Regions from separate parts of the Mus musculus genome. Here region 2 is linked to region 1. Evidence: chromatin contacts called from public promoter capture Hi-C data. All regions are on one chromosome and are shown on one strand. Each heading gives the region's core, a stretch centred on a gene start, on an enhancer-like site or on the middle of the called end of the contact. The rest is flanking DNA. Distances are from core to core; before and after follow the strand shown.

What was found. Promoter capture Hi-C pulls out the DNA fragments that hold promoters and counts their contacts.
Region 2: a contact with region 1 is called in a promoter capture Hi-C map of macrophages, with 5 read pairs. The contact joins the enhancer-like site here to the promoter of Fn3k in region 1. A contact is called at or near these places in 3 of 39 promoter capture datasets (the HPC-7 cell line, HPC-7-derived erythroid cells, cranial neural crest and 1 more) and 1 of 15 datasets of contacts at CTCF or cohesin (the NIH/3T3 cell line).

What each region holds. Positions count from the first base shown.
Region 1 is chr11:121,432,957-121,436,798 of GRCm38.p6, forward strand. Fn3k (fructosamine 3 kinase) reads left to right here and starts at 1,997. Exons shown (of 6, transcript NM_022014.4): 1 at 1,997-2,173. The coding sequence starts at 2,033.
Region 2 is chr11:121,739,394-121,743,235 of GRCm38.p6, forward strand. No RefSeq gene overlaps it. Among named protein-coding and RNA genes, the nearest start is that of Gm12589, 36 kb to the right of the region's middle. Within about 2 kb of position 1,753, at least 145 of the 459 cell types and tissues checked have an H3K27ac peak or open chromatin away from gene starts, as enhancers often do. A contact at or near this core is called in the NIH/3T3 cell line and macrophages, where this site is marked.

The sequences.
Region 1 (3,842 bases), core at 747-3,246:
GAAGTCAATGCTGCCTGCAGAAAATGGCCACTGTACTCCTTTCCTCACAGATATTACTGCCTGAAGACTGATCCCCGCAGGGACTGCTCCTACTGAGATCAGTTAAGCCCGCCCTCTTGATTTAGCTGCATACCACAACCCTGCCTACTCGTTCAGCTGTAAATAATAAACACACTGATGTTCTGGGATCTTGAAACTTCTCCATCAGACATCCTTCCCGGCTTTTCTGTGTGTTCATGTGTGTTTTTTCCTTCATTCCCTCACTACCCTAATTAGGTCAGTCCCTGGAGTTGTGTAAGACTCCGCACAGAGGGAAGACACGGACACTGCACTTGGCTTTAGAATCAGGTTAGAAAAGGTCGTTGGGGTAGAACCCTGGCTCTGCAGTCCGCCACTCTGGCTACCATGATTAGGAATGATCAAGCCACATTAGGAGGCCATATCAGTCAATGTTCCTTGCCTGAGTGTGTGCCCAGGTTCCAATCATCCCACATAGCTGCCAGATGCAGGAGTTATTCAAGAGCCTCTAGGGAACCCAGTCTCAGTCTGAGCCCATGACAGGTCACAAGGACCCTGGGGATGGCCAGCACTGACAGGCTTTGCCCCTCTGAGGTATGACAGAGCTCCTAAGATAGGCTCCTCAATGAGGGCTATGCCTACCGAAAACCCATGCAAATGTTATCTCTTCATGTGCTTTGGGCGTCATCTTAGTGTGAGGCTGGTCGATAAAGGAACAGCTGTAGAACTGTCAGCTGGCAGGCCATGAGAAAAACATTGAGCAGCACAGTGCAGCCAGGTCTTCTTGACACATGCTGGGAAGAGTCTTATCCCGCTAGGGCCTGAGACTAGAATTCATAGGATGGAGCCCAAAACCAGACTTGGTTTCATATGTTATGAGCTATGTCTCAGCACTGGGACCCAGGCAAGTTAACTCCTCTATACTTTAGTTTTGTCATAGAGAAGGCAGGAGCTAATTATAGCATCCTCTCAGGATATTTGTGAATGTAGCTGACATTCACTTGTGCCCTGGCACATACTCAAAGCTCAGCAATGGATCTATCCACCCACTAATCTTCCTAGTCCCTTTATAGTCAGCTGGGGACATTGCAGTACAAGAGAGGGACCAGCAGCTCATGGTGGGAGCTGCCATCTGAGGCAACCTCTCCTAAAACACTGAAGGGTTAGCACAGGCTGTCTCTTATATCAGTCTGTGGATGTGTTCTTATATGTATGTGTGTGTGTGCCCATGCATCCATGAGCATATATGTCTGCTGCTTTCCTATCATGGCTGTCTGAAATCCAGAGTTCCACCTACCCTGGGTGGAGTAGGCTGCTGCTATCACACCTCCCACAGTAGCCTCTATCACTCAGCCCTGTGGCATTAAGAGGTGCCACTAGGGCCTAGCCAGGGCACCCCCATGGCTAGGACTCCACCCTTATCTGGACAGTGAGATCTTCTCCATGGGATATCTAAGTCTCTAGGCTATGCCTTGTGTTGCAAGGATAAAGAAGCCCTGACCCAAATCTTTCTGCGCTCTTTCCTGATTCTCCCAGTTATGCAGAGAGCACGGTGCCCAGGGTAGACCCCAGGTGGGTGCAGATGTTCTGGGACTTCACGTGCATTCTGTGAGGACACTCCCTTTCTGTCTCGTGGCTTTACAGAACACCCGCCACCCGGTCTGGGTTCTGTTTCTATAGGGTGTGTTGTTGGAGGAGAAATTCTGAAATGAGCTTAGTAATGAGGGTATCGAGAGCTTTTGCATCCCTCCTTCTCCCACAGCAGCCCCGGGTGGAAATCGCCTTGGAGAGAGAAATTCCTCGCTCTCTTCCCCCTCCCACCCTAGCTCTGGTGCCCAAGAGCATGCAGGGATAGCATGCACCGGAGGTAGCTAGGAGCCAGCAAGCCTGTGTCAGACAATGTTGTGACAGCGCTACGCCCCGCCCCCTGATCCGCCCTCCGCGCGTGTTCCCTTCTGGTCCCCGACTCCCCCTCCTCTGCGTCACCTGACCGCATTCTGCACCTCAACTCTCCATGGAGCAGCTGCTGCGCGCCCAGCTTCACACCACAACACTGCGGGCCTTTGGGAGCTCCGGAGGGGGCTGCATCAGCGAGGGCTATGCCTACTACACTGACAGTGGCCCCGTGTTTGTCAAGGTCAATCGCAGGACACAGGTGCGCTGCCCGGTATACAAGGATAAAGTCTAGGAAGGGGAAAGAGGAATGCAGGATTCTGAGAAGTGGTGGAGGAACTAGACCTGGCGTACCCAACGCTCTGCTGAGGGGTCAACCAGCACTTGCATGCAGGCAGCTTCTTGGGACCAGAGGGTTTCTCTTTGCTGCATGATTATTTTCTTGCTTTTGCTCCCACACAGGGGCTTTAAATTTTCTGTAATCACTGACCATGGGGGAGGTGAGTCTTAGCGGTAAGCTGCTTCTGCCCATGTCTGGTCTCTGCTCTGACCTCAGCTCCTGCATTTTCCCAGCAGGTGAAGAGAGACAGGATTCCCAGGGCTAGGTTAGCACCATCGTTCTCAAAGGCTCTGTTGGTTTCTAGGACGTTTAAGATATCCCCGTTTAAGAATGTATGGAGCCAGGCATACATCTAAACCCTATCACTCTGGTACTTAGGAGGCTGAGACAGGAGGATGGTGAGTTCCATGTCAGCCTGGGCTACATGAGGAGAAGCTGGCTCAAAAACAAAAACAAACTAACAACAACAAAAGAATGCATGGAAAACTGTAAGACAACTGAGGACTGTTAGCTAGAGTCCCTGAGAGCAAGCTGTGCTGGCACAGCATGGTGCTCCCCTTCTGTGGGGGGAGGACTCCAGAGGTTCTGGACTCTGTGGGGAGTAGTTCTGGATAGTGGTTATAGTATCTAGGATGCTCCTGGTATCATTAGAGACGGTGAAGGTAGCACCTCCCTGCTTTCTGTGCAGCGTTGGCCTGGTTTGGAGGTTTACCCTGGAAGCATGGCTGAAGTTTGCAAATGCCCTTCCACAACAGGCTGCTCAGCACATGCCTCTTTGTCCCAAGTGCAGGTTGGCGATTTGAGTGTACCTGTCTGACTTTTCCCCTTGAAAGGGGATTAAGGGGGAAGAATGGTTTACATGTGTGATAATAAATGTTTTGGCTTCAAGTTTCACTTTTAATCAACGATATCCAATTTATTTTGTGTGTATGTATGTATGTGTGTGTGTGTGTGAAAGCTCTGGTTTGCATATTCATGACGTGCGTAGAAGTCAGTGGATAACTTTTGGGGAGTTGGTTCTGTCCTTCGGCCTTATTTTGTGGCAAGGTTTTTCTTGTTTCTGCTGCCACACGGCCTGTTCTAGGCTAGCTGGCCTGAAAGACTCCAGCTGACTGTTTGTCTCCCATCATGTGGTAGGAGGGCTGGGATTACAGATGCACACCACCACATCTGGAACACACTACCACATCTGGATTTTTGGAGATCAAAGCTGGGTGATCAGGCTTGAATGCTTTTACCCACAGTCATCTACTTTTTAATTTTTACAAATGTATGATTCTATATGTAGAAGTGTTCACAAACCCCATGAATAAATGCATGGGGGGGGGGGCTGAGGATGTCATTCATTGTAGAGCATTTGCCTAGTGTGGACAGTCTCCTGGGTTGAGCCTCCCAGCACCACAAATAAATAAGTAAATAAAATGCATGTTTTTAACCAAGGTATAGTGAACAATATGAAAGTTTGCTAAAAATAAGTGGGGGTATTTCTAAGTCACTTAGAAACAAGCCTCTGCATCCCAGAAAAGGCCTGTGGACAAGCTGGGTATACTAGCTTCTCTAGTCCTTGCTAGAATGGAGCCAGGCTCTTCTA
Region 2 (3,842 bases), core at 503-3,002, 310 kb after region 1:
GATTTAGTGAGTGTCTTTCTGGGAAAGACTGAGTGTTCGTCCCAGAGGGACATGAGATAGGCAGGAGAGTGTCACTGGAGATGATCAGTAGAGGCACTGAGAAGGCCCACAAAGATCTGAGCTTTTGTCTAGAAAAGACTAAATCTGTGGGCAGATATGAAGGATGAGGCCCATAGTTCACTGCTGAAGGATGCAAAGAGAAATTTGGTACCCACTATCTAGAAATCAGATCACCAAGCAGAGAAGTCAACTGGTTTAGCCATCTCTGCAGGGTTGTGTGAGATGGAGCAGTCTCTGAGGTGTGAAAGAGGGTGGGCTACCAAACTCTGTGTGTGGCTGCCACATGCTGCCACAGGCACACAAACTTGTCTGTACTCTTGAGATGCACACCAGGCTGGAAGGGATGAGACTTGCTCATATTTACTGCTCTTGTAAGTCTCGAGGCTTTGTTTTGCAGAGACTGACAAATGGAAGCCGATGGTCCTGGCAGACGTGGAGAAGCCTGGAAGGTCACATGTGGGGTTGAACAGTTGGAGGAGAAGCAAGGGAGGGCAACAGCAAGTGTGTTAGGCCAGGTGTGCGACGAAGTGGTGGGACTGAATAAAGGTTGTTGGAGCTTAGGGAAGGATGCCTCAGCAACACTCTCCTTATTTACACTGTTTCCCTAGGGGTGGCTGGCATTATGCATGAGAACAGCCCATAGCTCTGTCATATGCTTGGGACATACATCAGTCTTCCTCATCCTTGGGTACTGACTTTTTAAAATTATGTGATATAAAAGATGCTCTTGATATTTATGTTCAAGTCTTTTAGCATTCTCATAACCCTGACAATCTGCTACTCTGTGTGTGTGCAGGCACAGCGCTGTACCAGACAGACGTAGTTCTCAACTTATGACAGAGCCACAGGGGGCAGTCAGGTACCCTGGAGGGAGATGATTGTATGTTGAAGATTAAAGCTATTAATTTCTAGGGTGTGACAATGGTATTAAGTTCAGGCTCTTGAAAAAAAAAACTTTGCTTTTCAGTAGTGTTTATAGACAGAATCACATTGATGACTGGAGTGTGCTTCACAGTACACAAAGGGAGCAGGAAGACACAAAGGAAATGGGGCTAGGCTGATGGCTGTTGAAACTGCGTGGTGAAGATTTGAGGTTAGTTATACTAGTTATTCCTATTTTGTGTTAAATGATATTTTCTCGAATGAAAACGTTCAATGATAGCTTTGTCCTGTATCTTTGATTTTGGTGCACCTATGTGTATTTGTGAGACAATTGAGAAACCATATAAGATGTTCAGTAAGAAGCACTATGCAAACAGTCCAAGGGGGAGAGTGGGCGTGTGCCTTGCTGAGAAGGTAACTCAGCATGCACAGAAGGAGGAGCAGGCAGCTCAGTGGCTTGTGGCCCAAAGGAAGGTGAGAAACACTGGCCCTGCCGCAGGGCCCTTGTCCTTCTGAAGTCTTGAGTGGGAGTCATACAATCTGAAGTATGACTTGGGAGCAGGGGCATCAGCAGAATGGAGTCCAGCAGACAGCTGGGAAGAAGAGATGGTAGCTGGACCAGAGCTGGAGGTGGTTGTATGTTTGTATATTTGAAGTTGCCAATCCTGTTCTAAGGAGTCCAAAGAGGAAGAACCCACAGCTCCTCCCTGGGAGGGACTTGGAAATTGTCCAAGAATGTGACTCGGGCCTCCACCTACCTATGGGGGCAGTGCCTGTGGACTGTGGTCACCCTTTTTCCACAAAGTTCCCTGTCTCTGAGGTCATGAGGAAGGTGTAGGGCTTATTTTTCCTGGGCCCTCTCTCTGCCCTGTCCAGGGTGACAAGTTTACTTCCCAAGACACCAGAGTTTCTTTGTTCTACTGACCCTGGCATCTTGGAGTGAAATGGTGGCTCATGTCCATGTCAACTGCTGCCTCTTTCCTCCCTGGGCAGAAAAATTCCACTGCATTCTAGAACACCCCCAGAGCTACCTTTAGCTTTTTATACAGTCTCTGGAATAATTTTTTTAGTGAAAAATGTTTTACATTGGAATGTAGCTGCCAGACACCTGCCCAAGCCCCTGGCTGTTAGAGAGAGGCCTTTGCCCACATGCTGTCTGTCTTCTCCGTCTTTCATGCCACACCCAGTTCCAGAAGTCTCAGGTCCTCAGGGAATGAGAGTCCAGTTCAGCCTGGTAATTCCAGAGACTGGCTGGGATCTGCTGAAAGAATTAGTTGCAACACAGCATGATGAGTGGGTGTGTCACATGTTTTTACCACATGCTTAGTGCTGTAAAGCTGTGTTGCTAAGGCAACAGTGTGCCTTGTCAGCAGGAAGCACTTGGGGCAGTACACACACTGCAGCTTCACCCTTGCCCTTAGACTCACATCTGCATCAAGTGGAGCCTAAGTAGGTTCCTACAGGATAGACTTGGGTAGAATGACCTGAAGGCTCTGCTCAGTCTTTCCCCAGAGGATAAAGGGCTGCCATTAGGAGACCCCACATATGCTTGTCATCTGCCCAGAGGCCTAGTGGAGGGTGTCCTATATGCCATGCTTGCCTCCCAGGTCAGGCAGTTGGAAATCACCTTGGTATTTCTGGGTCTCTCATACACTCGTTCACCCTACGTACTCACTCATCCTTCCCTATGCTCTCCAAAACACTGGGGACTAAGCAGCTCTAGTCAACATGACCATTGCATGGCTGTGGATAAATCAGACTGGGCAGCTGGGATCATCTTTCCAAGACAATTCTTCAGATTAGAAGCTGACTATGAAGGCATGTCTGCTCTAGCCCTTGATGGTTCCATAAACTTGCTCTTGAGTCTGACCTACGTCTGTGGACTAGCTGATGGCCATGAGATGTCATTGCTCTGGTCTAGGCAATCACTGAGGACAGGAATATATCACTTCAGGGAGTTCAGAGGTTGGAGAAACGTCTGGTAAATGCCTGTTCCAGATAGCTTGGGTTTAGTGGGTGTCTTAGTGTTTTCATTGCTATGAAGAGACACCATGACTAAGGCAACTCTTATAAAGGACAACATTTAACTAGGGCTGGCTTACAGCTTCAGAGGATCAGTCCAGTATCTTTATGATAGGAAGCATGGCAGCATCCAGGCAGACATGGTGTTAGAGGAGCTGAGAGTTCTGTATCCTGTTCTAAAGGGAAACAGGAGAAGGCTGACTCCTTAGGCAGCTAGGAGGAGGGTCTCAAAGCCCATGCCCACAGTGACATACTTCTTCCAACAAGGCCACGTCTCCTAATAGTGCCACTCCCTGGGCCAAGCATCTTCAAAGTATCACAGTGGGCTATATAGGAAGACACAGTTTATCTTAGCTTGTATCCAGGAGAAAAGTTTGTTAAAAGCATTTTTATAAAAAAGTGAGCACTGGTATCATGAGAGGTTGCCAGATCTTTCAAAGTCATGTTTTCAAACTGCTTACTATTTAGTTTATTCTTGTGGAAGCCTATGTCTATGGAAAGAACACACTTGATTTTGTCTTTCAAATATTTAAATTAGAAGACTCTTGTTATTCCCTCATGGAATTCTTAAACTCTTTTTTGAATGATAAACAGGAACAATTTGTAATCTTAATGTGTTCATAAGATTTCACTGCTGATGTAAATGATATGACCCTTTGAATATTAGATATGTCATGAATAACCATTTTCCATTTACATATGTAGTCCTGAGTGGACTTTTTTTCTTTAAAAACATAATTTGAGTCCAAATAGTTTTTGGCTGCTTCTGCTCAGAGACATCACCAGGTCTATGGGAAGATTGGGAGTCATCTATCTGGGACAAGTTTCAGTCAGGATTCAAGGATATAAGTTCTTTGGTCTAGGTTTCACAGACAAGT